Linked DNA regions of Mus musculus: all the other regions are linked to region 1. Evidence: chromatin contacts called from public ChIA-PET, Micro-C and promoter capture Hi-C data. All regions are on one chromosome and are shown on one strand. Each heading gives the region's core, a stretch centred on a gene start, on an enhancer-like site or on the middle of the called end of the contact. The rest is flanking DNA. Distances are from core to core; before and after follow the strand shown.

Region 1 (3,042 bases), core at 141-2,640:
TGGACTCTCATGATGCCAGGAAGAGCTGCATCACTGAGACGGTGAGTGTCCAGGATGACAGAGAGCGCCTGGCTGCCCTTGGCAAGGAGGCTGTCAGCCAGGTATGAACAGGCAGCAGGTGCAGTTCTTTCTCTGTGAGGGCCCAATGCTGGCACAACTGCACAGGTAAGAAGCTCAGAGGTTATTCAAGCGAACCCCTTCAAAATACGGGCATGGGGAATTACAACACTACACAGTTTCTGTGTCAGCTCTACACTGATTTCACTTACGAAACACACTGGAGTCCCACAAGGGACATTACTGCCGAAAGATGGGGATATTAGGGATTAGTGGTAGGCATAGGATTCGGGCTCAGTTCTGTTATACAATGGCTAGGTCAACCTCTAAACAGCCCCTCTCACAAGCCATCTCCAACACCTATTTTTGTGAGATACAACCGCAGTTCAGTGGGCTGATAGCGCTATGGAGGCTACAAAAGATAATACGCAAAGCCCTATGCACACGTGCACCCGATACCTTTACCTTGAAACAGAAAGCATTCGTAGGAGTGCTCTCGCCTTACCCATTCCTAATTTCTAAGCTCAGGTGAAGACGCAAAAGCCATCTGCTGGATCCGGAAGTCGGTTGTAAACATGCTTACAAGGAAGGAGTATGATGAACACAGTAAAAGCCGACAATCAGCAGCCTTCCTATTTACTTGCTGATAATGTCCCTGCTTCTACAGCGCATCAACCCTCTTTACCAACTGGCCCAGTTTTGAATTCGGTCTTTTACACTGAGATCAAATAGCACTAGAGGGGGGAAAAAAAGCAAGACACCTGACACTTCACAGGAATAGCTTTTAAAGGTGGGGTGTCCTCAACAACCCTACACAGGCTTCCCGAGATGGGGACTGCTGTCACCGGGTGAGCACCTCCTCCGCGGCTTATCCGCCGGCGCAGGGGCAGGCTGGCTGGTGCACGCCGGCTGCTGGGACACCATTAGGGAACCTGGAAGCCCTGCCCAACAAAGGCTGAGCTTCCAGAACGGCCCTGGGCCGGCTAGGCTGACAGCGGTGGCCATTCGACCTCCACCTGCGGCCCGAGGCCCGCTCGCACGGACCCTGCCAGGCGCAGAAGGCCGGGTCTGAAGCCCACACCCACGCGCGGCCGTACCCGCACTGCAGCAGACGCGCCACCGCCCGAGCTCTACGCCTCTGCCGCTCCGGGCCCGCGGGGACCACACTTACCGGCGGCCGCGGACCTCGGCGGTGGGCGTGGGACGGAGCCCGTCGGCTGCGGGACAAGGCGGCTCTGCGCTTCGGCAGAGACCTCGAAGGCGGAGGTATCGCTGCGCCTCCGCCCAGCTGCCGCCACTCCCGGGAACTGGGCGGCTGGGGGCGGGGCCGGAAGGCGGGACCTCGGGGGGCGGGACCTGGAGGCAGGCCCTCGGCGTGGGGCGGGGTCCTTAGCGGTGACTGGGAGGGGCCATTGTAGGCGGGGTCATGACGTTGCGCGTGAACGGGGGCGGAGCCTTAACGGTATGGCGGCGCCTCTCTCCTCGTGGGCGGGACTCTAGGCGTGTGGGCGGGGCCTTGGTGGCGGGGTTGGTTTGGCCTCTGCGGCGTGGGGCCGCGCCCTGGTCAGTCACATAGGGCGGAGAGCGAAAGAGGAGACTTGGAGGCGGAGGGGTTGGGGGAGGGGTCTGGCAGAGTGGGTGGGGCCTCGGTGCTCAAGGCGGGGCTCTGGACGCGTGGAGCTGCCAGTGGACCGATGGTGGGTGGGGTCTCTGAGGGCGGGGTTTTTGGGGCTGGAGGCTGGTCTAAACTTGGGGGGCCAGTGGTGGGCGTGGCCTTGCGATGTAGTCGGGTAAGGTCTCACATAAACAGGCAGGTAAAACCCTGGGCTTGGGGGGTGGGTATGGGGAAGGGGGCTGAGTATGGGGAACCTTTGGGATAGCATTGAAAATGTAAATGAGGAAAATACCTAATAAAAAAAAAAAAAGAGAAAAAAAAAAAAACAACAACAACAAAAAAAAAAAACCCTGGGCTTTCCGGACTCTGGGAGCAGGGCCTTCCCAGTGTCGTGCACCCTTGGGCTTTGCGTCAGGACCACACCCACAATCTTCATCGTGGGGTGGAGGCAGGAAGAATCCCAGGTAACAGGAACAGAAGGCTTGGGGGTTCCGGGTTAAGGTGTCCATGCATCCTCGAAGAGTGATGGGGTCTGGGAGCTGGCAGGATTCACTCTGACATTGACCGTGTCTTGATGACGCCAGCAGCAGCGCTGCCAGATGAAACAGCGCCTTCTACCGACTAAGGTTATTTCAGTGATAGCCTATTCCATGAAAATTTTAGAAAGAGCTATCTAGTGCTGGCTAGTTTTATGCCAATTTGACACAATCTAGAGTCAGCTGAAAGGAGAGAACCTCGATGGAGAAAATACTTTCATAAGATCTGGCTATAAGCAGACAAAACCTTATTTTCTCAATTAGTGATTGATGGAGAGGGCCCAGCCCATTGTGGGTAAAGACATACCTGGGCTGGTGGTTCTGTGTTCTTTTTTTTTTTTTTTCTTATTTTTTTTATTACATATTTTCCTCAATTACATTTCCAATGCTATCCCAAAAGTCTCCCACACCCTCCCACACCCTCCCCTACCCACCCATTCCCATTTTTTGGCCCTGGCGTTCCCCTCTACTGGGGCATATAAAGTTTGCCTGTCCAGTGGGCCTCTCTTTCCAGTGATGGCCGACTAGGCCATCTTTTGATACATATGCAGCTAGAGTCAAGAACTATGGGGTACTGGTTAGTTCATAATGTTGCACCTACAGGGTTGCAGATCTCTTTAGCTCCTTGGATACTTTCTCTAGCTCCTCCATTGGGGGTCCTGTGATCCATCCAATAGTTGACTGTGAGCATCCACTTCTGTGTTTGGTTCTGTGTTCTATAAAAAAGCAAGCTGAGGGCTGGAGAGATGGCTCATCAGTTAAGAGCACTGATTGCTCTTCCAACGGTCCGGAATTCAAATCCCAGCAACCACATGGTGGCTCACAACCATCCGT
Region 2 (3,419 bases), core at 704-3,203, 660 kb before region 1:
GAGAAACTCCAAAAGTGTGCACAGCAAACAGGTACAGAGATATTTATTGCAGGACCGTTTTAAAGAGTAAAGACTATAAACAATTCCAAAGTCCATCAAAATGAGTACAATGCAGTGCTATACCAACATTTATAATAATTCAAAGAAAGTACAATTATTCGATTTATTCATATATAAATCTCAAAACGTGATGCTGAGTGAAAAAGCAAGTTGCAAAAAGTCACAATTTTATATCACTTTGGTTAAAAACAAATACTATGTATTGTTTATATATTCACCATTACCAAATTATAAGTTATGCATGGAAATGATACACACAAACCTGAACACAGTGGCTATCTCTAGGTAAGGAGGGGCTCAAACTCTCAGCATCTCCAAAAATGTTTAAGCTTTTTTTTGTTTGTTTTTGTTTTTGTTTGTTTTGGAGAATCTGAAGTAAATTTGGCAAAAAAATAAATATATAACAAACAAAATGGCCTGATTTGGTTAGATCTACCTGTGTTTAATCTCTAAGTATTCCAGAAATTAAAAGAGAAAAAAGGAAAATTAAGCAACAATAAGAAAACCGAGCAGGAGAGAAAGACAATCCGCAGCCCTTGAGCGCAAAGCACAAACCCCTGACAAGCACAGTAGTGGCAATTGAATCCCTAGGAGAGTTTTACCGTATAACAAACCCATTTTTCTTAAAATAAAATACACATTTCTTGAAAGAACGTGTTCTAACTAGAGCTGTGGTTGTGAGAAAACTGCCCCGGAGAGAGCAGTAAAACCTGTATGATTTCAACCCTGTTCCCTTGATCCCTCGCCAGAGTCCAGAGCTTTAAAAGGCTGCTATAAACACCCTGCAATACCCAGTGTTAGCCATCGCCTGGTGAGAGGCACAAGCACAAACGGTGGAAAGAATTTGCAAACTGAAGGACGTCTGGAAACTACAAGCTTCTGAGAAAGGTACCGTGCAGTGGTACCGACACACCCTCGGCTTCATTTTGGTCCTTTGTCCCCCCACCCCCCTAGTCTGTCCCCTCCCCAATAGGAGATGGCAGCCCAGGCCTCAGTGACGTCGCCAGCACTGCGGAGCAGCAGCCCTGCGCAGGCGTAGGAAAAGGCTGCAGGTGGGGAGGTGGGGTGGGGGGCAGCTCTGCGTCCCTCCCGGGTCCTCCCAGAAACGGGGGTGGGGGTGGGGGGGAGAGGCGCGCACACACAGACCAGGGGCAGCGCGCACGCGCGTCACCGCAATTCCAACCCCGCGCACGCCACAGGGCCCCTACACAGCGCACCTTTGGGGACCCTCGAGGACGCACGCGCGCGCCTGCCACTGCAGCCTGCCGCAGCGGCGGGTGGGCGGGCGCGCGCGGGTGCTGAGGAGGGGGCGCGCACACCACAGGGAAGGCAGTGACAAAGGTGGGAGGGGAACCACCATCCTCAGAGGATGAGAAGGACGCCCACGCCGTCGTAGGGAAGGGAGAGCGTAGGAACAAAGCGGGCCAGCCGCAGACCCAGAGGCGCGTCCCCGAGCGCTCGGAACGCGGGAACGGGTACCTGACCCGGGATGTCACCCGCACGCCAGGCGACGCGCACACAAAAGACCCCCCTTCTACCGTTAAGGACGCCCGAGGGTCACTGGACAAAGGGAACACACCCACAAGGGCAAGGGCGGCCACACCCCCTCAGCGCGCGGGCGCTCGGCGAGACGCGCGGCGACGCGCACACCCACACTCACCACACACCCACGGAGGGAGGTGTGGAGCGCCCCGATGCCCGGGCATCTCGGCTGCGGCGGGACGCGCAGACGCTTCCGTGAGCCCCGCCGCGCGCAGGGTCTGCACTCACCCGGGCCCGCAGCCCGCGAGCCTCAGACGCGGGCTGCCGACGCCTCCGGCCCTCCACGTCAACCAGACCCGCAGAGCGAACGCTCCGCGGCTCCTGAGGCGGGCGGGTCACGTGGCTTAGGGTGCGCATGCGCAGTCGCCGCGTCGCCCCCTCAGCTCGGTGGGGTGGGTGGTGAGACCGTGCTAGCCCCCTCGCTGCGGTCGCGGTGCGCCTGCGCCAAGCGGCGGGGGCGCCTGCCAGCCTCTGCTTTTCCTCAGGTTTTTTTTTTTTTTTAATTTCCGCCCACGCTGCGGGGGTAGCTGAGCCGCGCCTGCGCATTGGACTGAGTGGGGCTGAAGGGTGGGGACGGGTGGGCGTCGGTGCTCGCAGGACTCAAGGTCCCGGGCCTCCTGTTTCCTCTGAGCCTCACGAAGGCTGGGACAGGGCCCATCATGAGAGGGCAGGACTCGGGGCCTCTGTCCAGCCCGGGCCCCTTCCTCGCCTCAGAGGGTCCGAGGTGCGCATTTTCCCCGCAGCGCGCGCTCCCGCCGCCCCCTCAGCTGCAGTGGCGCGCGCGCGCGAACATCCGCAGTGGCTGTGTCCGCAGCAAGCGATGAGATTATGTAACAGACCATTGGTGAAGGGGGGCGGGGGGAGATGTCTGACGACGATTGTGTTCCTTTTCCACAGATTGTCTAAAGCCACAGGGAAGATGGTGGAAAATTCACCGTCGCCATTGCCAGAAAGAGCGATTTATGGCTTTGTTCTTTTCCTAAGCTCACAATTTGGCTTCAGTAAGTACTGGAATGATGGATGGCCAAGGCCCTTAATGGTATTGAGAACCAGGAAATAATGTGTTTGTCCTTAGAACGTACACACATGAACTGTTGATTCTTTCTACCTGTGTCTCTTCACGAGTCCTAAAAGGGGTACCGTTTGTTTGCTCAGTTTATGTATGCAGTTCTAGATGAACTCTCCAATATTTATTTAGCACTAGGCTTGATGCTAATGTGAATAAAACCTGGCCCCAATCCTTGAGGTCATAGTCATGTGGAGAAGCATAGTAAACCCACAGTTCAGAGAGCATGATGAGTGCCCTGGAAGAGCCTTGGAAGGTTTAGAAATTGGGGTTAGCTACCTCCAGGCCACTCCCTGGCAGTTCTATCAGAATAAGTCAGGAAGGACCATGGATAGAGTCTCTGAGTGAAGGCCTGTGAAGGTTTGGAAGTGAGATGCTTATAGCTCCAGGATAGCATGCTGTAGCTGAAGAGTGAAGATAATGGGCCAGAGAAGTCAGGTGTAAGAATGTACCCTTAACGTCTGGGATCTGCATTAATGCCCACAATGTTCCATTTTGTAGATGAGGCCACTGAGGCTTACAAAACAAAACAAAACAAAAACAAAGAACAAAAACAAACTTAATATGACCAACTCAACAAACAGAACCAAAGTCCCTCTTCAAATAGTTTGGAAGATATGAGGCAATCAAGTGGTAGAAAATTGAATGCCCACAATCCAACCTGGTCCTTGATAGAAATCAGAATGTCTATGTGGAGGTATCCTTCCCAATTCTTAAGTGAAAAGTACTAGCTTAGCTGTAGTGTAGTGGG
Region 3 (3,071 bases), core at 448-2,947, 810 kb before region 1:
GATGGAACCCAGGTTGTTATCAGATGTGGTGGCAAGTACTTTTAGTCACTAAGCTATCTCATTAGCTCAAGAGAACCCCATGAAGATAAGTTGTCTTTAACCATCTTGAGGGAACAGCATTTTCCTGGGGATACTTCTTGGATGCTGGCAGTAGGGTTGACAGAGAAAGACAAGCTGGGAACTATCTCCCATTCAAATGTCTGGGGAGAAGGCTCTACTAGCCTCCCCGTTATCCATGAACGTTGTCAGACACCGCAGTATGCAGAAAAGCAGGGATCAACTCTGAGAACTCCAGCTGTTCTCTATTGGGATGCTCACCTTACTTCCACACCAGAACCACAACTTCCATTTATTACCCTCACAAAAGACCTAGTGTCCCACTTGAGCCACAAGACTGTCAATTTGACAGTCTGATATTCAGTAGCTTAAAGTGACAAAATCAAACTTATTTAACATGAGATTAAGGGATGGAAAGACTTTAAAAGAACAGTGTTTGTGGAAAGTGGACTTTTGATTCTTGTAGGACGGCCTTTGCACTCAATAAACACTGGTAGTTCCTGGAAGGAGCGCTCTTCACAGTAGACCAGCCTTCCTTAACCATGTGTGCAATTTTCAAAGAGGAAATCAGGTACATCGTCCCTGGAGGAACAAGACTCTGTAAAGCCATATATGGAAGGAAAGGCTTTTCTTTTTCTTTCCTGCACTGAATTTGTGTCTTCCAAATATCTAAGCTGTGTCCCACATGATTTTTTTAGAATTGCTAGGAAAGTCTGTAGGTCACACGGGTAAGTCCTAAGGGTAGAGATGGGAGCTGAAAATAGAGCTGTGGATACTGAGAAACATTTTATCTTAACCTTCAAAAGCAATTGCAGCCGTCGTACATCGTTCTCGGCTTCAAAACACCTAGAGTCATTCACGAAACCACTTTACAGAGAAATTTGTTATCCTAAAAGTGATATATATTTAAGAAAATAATAATCAAGGAATTCAACAAATACCATTTCTTCACATCATTTTACGTAACAAAAACATCAAGATTTGACTTGCTTATCGGAAGAGTCAGTTTACACAATTCAGTAACTAGCATGCTGGCTAACCGCAATATCCCCCCTAAAGTTCGGCGTCCACTGCGGCAGGCTGCTGGAGGGAGAAAGGGGTACGCAGGTCCGTTTCCGCTTCGACTCCAACCTTCCCGCTCGCGCGCCCGCCCGCCCGGATACCCCACAGAACACCAAGACCACTTCCAGAGCTGGCGCCTGGGGAGTACCCAGAAGCCTCCGCGGCCGCGGAGCCGCGAGCAGCCGCAGAGCGAGGTCACCTCGCGCTTCCCGAAACCTTGGCTCTGCGTCGTGGGCGTGGCCTGAGGGGGCGTAGCTGCGGCCCTCCACCAATCAGCGCCCAGCAGGTCGCAAGCGCGGGGCCACGCCCCTGCGGTTGGCACGGACTCGTCCGCCCGGAGGATACTGGCGGTGGCGCCTCAGAACATCTGGCAGCAGACGCGGCTACAGGGATGGAGGAAGCGGATGACAGGAGGGGACACGTTCCTGCTATCACTTCCGGAAACCCACCTCCGAAACGCAGCCTTTCGCGCCGCACAGCCCGACGGGAAGGCAGCCTTCCTGTGTAAAAAAAACGCTGCGAAGCGGCCTCGCCCCCGCCGCGGGGCACGCCGGGAGAACAGAGAGCACACTCCCGCGTTCCGGAAGTGTGTGTGTGTGTGTTCGCGCGCGCGCGCGCGCGCGCGTGTGGGTTTCGTGCCCCTGTCCGCGCTAAGCCACGCCCTGTGCCCGAAGGAGGGAGGTGTGTGAGGTGTGGCGCGAAAGCCGGTCACGTGCCACCACTGCGGAAGGCGCCGGAGGGGCGGGTTCGTAGGGGGCGGGGCAACCGGGTCACGAGTGGCCGGAAGTTGCGGCCTTTGCGGATAATCTGAGATGGGGACCACTCTGGACATCAAGATTAAAAGAGCGAATAAAGTGTATCACGCCGGGGTAAGTGGAGGGGTGTTGGGCTTCAAGCTCTGCGGTCTCCAGCACGGCTCGCGCGGCCCCGACGCTAGATGGGCGTGCCCTGCGGTCCTGTCCAGTGTGGGGCTGGGGGCCGGCGGCAGGCGGGCGGGCGGCGGGCTCGAGCTGTCGCTCTGGGGGTGAAGAGCAGATGACAAACGCCCCTTTCTGCAGAAGAGCTTTCAGAACAGACATGTGTGCTCCAGGCTGTGGTCAATCCTAAAGCAGAGTTCTCTTGTAAGCCTCTCACCGCGGCAGGATCCATTACCCTAGTTGTAGAATGCAATCGCCCTGTCTCTACCTCCGGAGACACCAGCACAGCAGCCGTGGAGTCACAGCTAGCTTCTGCACACAGTTCAGTGGATACAAATGCAGCGTGGTGTTGAAAGGGAAAAACATCCCAGGTGAACATCTTAAATGGACGCTAAAGGCTAGAAACCTGATTATTTTAAAAAGATTCCAGTGAGCCACCCCACTTCCATCCTCACCACACAGGAAGCTATATTCGTGATTTGTCTAGTAGACATCATTCAAAGACCCCTCCCCCACAAAACAAAATCCCAAACACCAAGTTGCCATCACCCCTTATAAAAGCGACTGTACTCTGGCAAGATGCACTAAGAAAGTGGAAACTCACTTATGCTAGATCACTGCGAAAGTATTTAGTTAGTTCATAAAGGAAACGATCTATCCTGCCTCAGTTGAGGCACACTGTCAAACCACTGCCATATTAAAGCTGTCAGTTTCATGAAAAGCAATTGGAGGCCAGGGGAAGTGGCTCAGATTGTAAAATAGTTGCCAGTACCGCATAAAATCAGACGTGGTGGTGGGTGTCTGTAATCTTACCACTTAAGACAGGGTCAGAACATTATGATCATCCTTAGCTGCATATTGAGTTTGATACGAGCCCAGGGGCCATAAGATAAGGGCTGGAGAGATGAATCCACTGATCTTCGGAGGGTCCAGTTCTCAGCTGCCATGTCAGACCATTCACAACTCCCTGTAACTCCCAACTGCAGGGAATCTCACACTTCTGGTCTGATTGGACTGCACTCACAGACACAGTGT
Region 4 (3,155 bases), core at 177-2,676, 620 kb before region 1:
GGTGGGAGCTTTTAACTGCACTGTCTGGGCACCTGAGGTGGATGGAGGTCTGCCTGCTTTGCAGTGTGGTACATAATCAGCTTTTCTCTAAGGGGGCTGGGCTTTGCCCCTCCCTCCCCCATGCTCTGGTTTATAGAAGAACCCTCCTCTCCCACCGCTGCATGTAATTACCATGCAAAGCCCATGTCCTCAGCTGTTTGCTTTTCAAGGACGGAGGAGCAATCGCGAGCCCAGTGGGCCCATTAGCACCTCCGTTCACTCTGGGCTCTACCCACCAGACCTTCAGGAACTTACTTGTGGGTTAGGCCAAGCTAAGCACGAGAGAGGAGTCCTTCCCCCGGGTTTTGGTTTTGTTTTCAAAGTTATTATAGACGTGGTGCCGCTTTCTGGATTGACTATTGCCTACAACAGTCACATTTAGCTTACCGGACGTTCAGTTCTGGTCAGTTCAGCATCTCCGGGGGGAGGCGACATCCACGGTCTCCACGGGGCTGGAATGGAACTGGAAACAAGCACCAGGAGAGACTGAACTCCTGGCGTTTCTGCCGCCCCGCCCCCCCAAAGGTTACTATGAGGTTGATACCATAGTGTCTGTTTGACAAAGAGTCCCTGCACACACCATGATCCCTTAAGGTCTGTCTGCCGATGGGCCAGTCAGTACTTTACCTGTTCCTGCCTCCTGAAGAATTCTCCGGGCTCTGCTTCCTAGTACACTCTGAGATGGGAAGCCCCAAATCTAACCTATTATTAGGGCGCGTGTGAGTGGAGATTATTTTTTCTCCTAGCAAATCTCTCATTGATACCTCAAATTTTTCTAATACAGATGGTTGGTTTCAAGTACACCACCTCTGCTGCTGGAGACTCCTTAGACTACTATGCCAAAGGCGTTTCTGCATCGCCAAACTGCTCCGCTTCCTACCTACCCAGCTAATCTGATTTCCTTAAACTTCACAGCTTTAAAGATAGCGATGTCCCTGGATGGGCAAACACCGATCCCCAGCGTAGGGCAGGAGACTGTCACTTTGTGATAGACCGCAGGATCCTTTTATAAATTTCTTATGGGGCCCCCAGCCTTCAGTATTTTCCAGCTGGATCAATTTCAGATCCTCAATACACGCAAGTGTTGCCCATTTCCTTGCCAGATATCCGCGGGGTCCCTGCACTTCAGACAGGAGTTTGCAGTAGTCGATCTCAGGTTAAGGAGCTCAGTGTCTGGGTGCACCTCCACCGGGGCCACAGGACACCCTCACCTTTCGGGCCCGCGTGGCAGCGGTAGCCTCCCGGGATCATCCCCCGGACAGTGGCAGAGGCGTCCCCGCGCCTCCCGGACTCCGGCCGCCTCCGGTCTCATGGTGCGGGTGTCGCGCGAATCTCTCAGCCCGACGGCGCCTGGTCCCCCTGGCTGAACGCGCTCACCTACCCGCTCACTCGGCGCCAGGTTTAAAAACTGGGGCGGGGCGGGGAGGGGACTCGGGGAAACTGCGCCCCGTGGGGAGGGGGAGGGCAAGGGACCTCGGGAAGGGACGGAGGAAGCAGAGGGTGGAGACCAGAAAGGCTCAAGGAAGAGAGCAGGGTCGGGACGGCGGGGAGGGGTGTGTGTCCAGAGTGGAGAAAGGACAAAAGAAAACCAGGAGGGTCACTGGCGGAGCGGGAAGCGCAGGGCGGGACAGACGGCCTACAGGGCCTCCGAGATGACGGGTGGCGGCTGCGCGTCCCGGGGAACAATTTTCCCCACTGCTGAGCAACTCCTGGGGCCGCTGCCCTCGGGGCTCTGATCCCTAAAAGCATGAAGCCCCACCCCGCACCCCAGTTCTCCCAGAGTTTCCCTTTCAGCACTGTGAGAGGTGGTGAGTGTGGGGCACAGAGTCCTCGCTACACCGAGGGTCAGGACAGCTCCACGAGTGGGTGACAGCTGGGTTTACGAAGCCAGGCGAGGGTTTAGGCGCAACCTCCGCACCGACGAAAGCCTTAAGATGGGGGAGGGGTGCTTCCTGTTAGGGGTCACCAGTCAGGACCCCGGGTACCCCTTTGCCCAATAACCTGTTCTCCAGTGCCAGGTGACTGCATGTGAACACTGTAGCTTGGTCTGTGTCATTTAAATTAAGTGACTCGGGTTTTAAAAACCGAGAGGGGTGGGGAATAAAATGTTTTCGAATGGTTTATTTAAGATCTGGGGAATATTTAACACCAATTAAGGGCAAATAGGAAAGAGGGAGTATTTACAAATTTTATTTACAGTATTAAAAGCCCTGAATATAAAGCAGGAAGCTGGGAGTGAGCAAACAATGTGAACTCACGAACACAGTTAAGGTGTCAGTGGTTTCTTGTTGTTTTAATAAAAAAACACCTAGATGTGGGTGCCTTTTAAAGAACTTTGATAACGTGTATCTGTGAGCCCAAAGAATGAAAAGGTATCTAGTGACAGCCAAGTGTTCCCAATAGTATGTAAAGGATGGGGGTATGTTATATAGCTGATAAAAACACACTCATGTTGAGCCATCACTCAGGAGGCAGAGGCAAGGGGATCTCTGTGAGTTCAAGGCCAGCCTGGTCTACAGAGTGAGTTCCAGGACAGTCTAAGGATGCACAGAGAAACCCTGTCTCAGAAACTTAAATAAATAAATAAATAAATTTGTGCAGGTCTCTTTTCTCTCCTAGTCCTGTGTCTGAAATCCAGGAACTCTACGGAGTCCTGAACACTATGGAAAATTAGATAAAAGGTTATTTTTAGATCATTTTATCTTATGTGTGTTTTACCTGCATGCAGGTCTGCCCACCATGTTACCTTTCCATCCTCTGGAACTGGAGTTACAGACGGTTGTGAGCCACCATATGGCCGTTGAGAACCAAATCTGAGTCCTCTGCAAGAGCAACAAGTGCCCTTAACCATTGAGCTGTGTCTCCAGCCCCTAGATACAAGGTTTAGAAAGAGGAGCTGCTTAGGGTAACTTTGTTTTTACATTTGTTTGTTTGTTTGTTTGCTTATGTGTATGGGCAAGACATGTGGGGGCCAGAAGACATCTTGTGGGGGGCTGCTCTTTCTGTCTCCCAGGTGGATTCTGGGATGAAGCTCAGCATTTCTTGGCTTCTTTATCTGATGAGTTATCTTACTGACCCAGCTTTAAGGATTTTTAAAATGTTTTCTAAATTTTCAA

Evidence for each region. Hi-C and Micro-C count contacts between places; a contact is called where the count stands out from the background. ChIA-PET counts read pairs in DNA pulled down with a chosen protein or histone mark. Capture Hi-C pulls out chosen DNA fragments and counts their contacts.
Region 2: a Micro-C map of embryonic stem cells shows a contact between it and region 1, with 4 times the contacts expected there. The contact joins the promoter of Ttc3 here to the promoter of Dop1b in region 1. A contact is called at or near these places in 1 of 39 promoter capture datasets (pre-B cells), 2 of 484 Hi-C or Micro-C datasets (B cells and embryonic stem cells) and 1 of 115 datasets of contacts at active chromatin or transcription factors (bone marrow-derived macrophages).
Region 3: an RNA polymerase II ChIA-PET map of memory CD8 T cells shows a contact between it and region 1, with 10 read pairs. The contact joins the promoter of Vps26c here to the promoter of Dop1b in region 1. A contact is called at or near these places in 1 of 39 promoter capture datasets (pre-B cells) and 1 of 115 datasets of contacts at active chromatin or transcription factors (memory CD8 T cells).
Region 4: a promoter capture Hi-C map of adipose tissue shows a contact between it and region 1. The contact joins the promoter of Ripply3 here to the promoter of Dop1b in region 1. A contact is called at or near these places in 2 of 39 promoter capture datasets (neural stem cells and pre-B cells), 3 of 484 Hi-C or Micro-C datasets (CD4 T cells and embryonic stem cells), 4 of 115 datasets of contacts at active chromatin or transcription factors (double positive thymocytes, extraembryonic endoderm stem cells, memory CD8 T cells and 1 more) and 3 of 9 other capture datasets (adipose tissue, embryonic stem cells and liver).

What each region holds. Positions count from the first base shown.
Region 1 is chr16:93,710,255-93,713,296 of GRCm38.p6, reverse strand. Dop1b (DOP1 leucine zipper like protein B) reads right to left here and starts at 1,390. Exons shown (of 37, transcript NM_027293.1): 1 at 1,229-1,390.
Region 2 is chr16:94,369,273-94,372,691 of GRCm38.p6, reverse strand. Ttc3 (tetratricopeptide repeat domain 3) reads right to left here and starts at 1,953. Exons shown (of 46, transcript NM_009441.2): 1 at 1,831-1,953. It overlaps Pigp (phosphatidylinositol glycan anchor biosynthesis, class P), which reads left to right and starts at 2,142. Exons shown (of 5, transcript NM_001159618.1): 1 at 2,142-2,326; 2 at 2,500-2,603. The coding sequence starts at 2,262.
Region 3 is chr16:94,525,255-94,528,325 of GRCm38.p6, reverse strand. Vps26c (VPS26 endosomal protein sorting factor C) reads left to right here and starts at 1,697. Exons shown (of 8, transcript NM_007834.3): 1 at 1,697-1,988. The coding sequence starts at 1,932.
Region 4 is chr16:94,326,693-94,329,847 of GRCm38.p6, reverse strand. Ripply3 (ripply transcriptional repressor 3) reads right to left here and starts at 1,426. Exons shown (of 4, transcript NM_133229.2): 1 at 1,251-1,426; 2 at 427-502. The coding sequence starts at 1,351.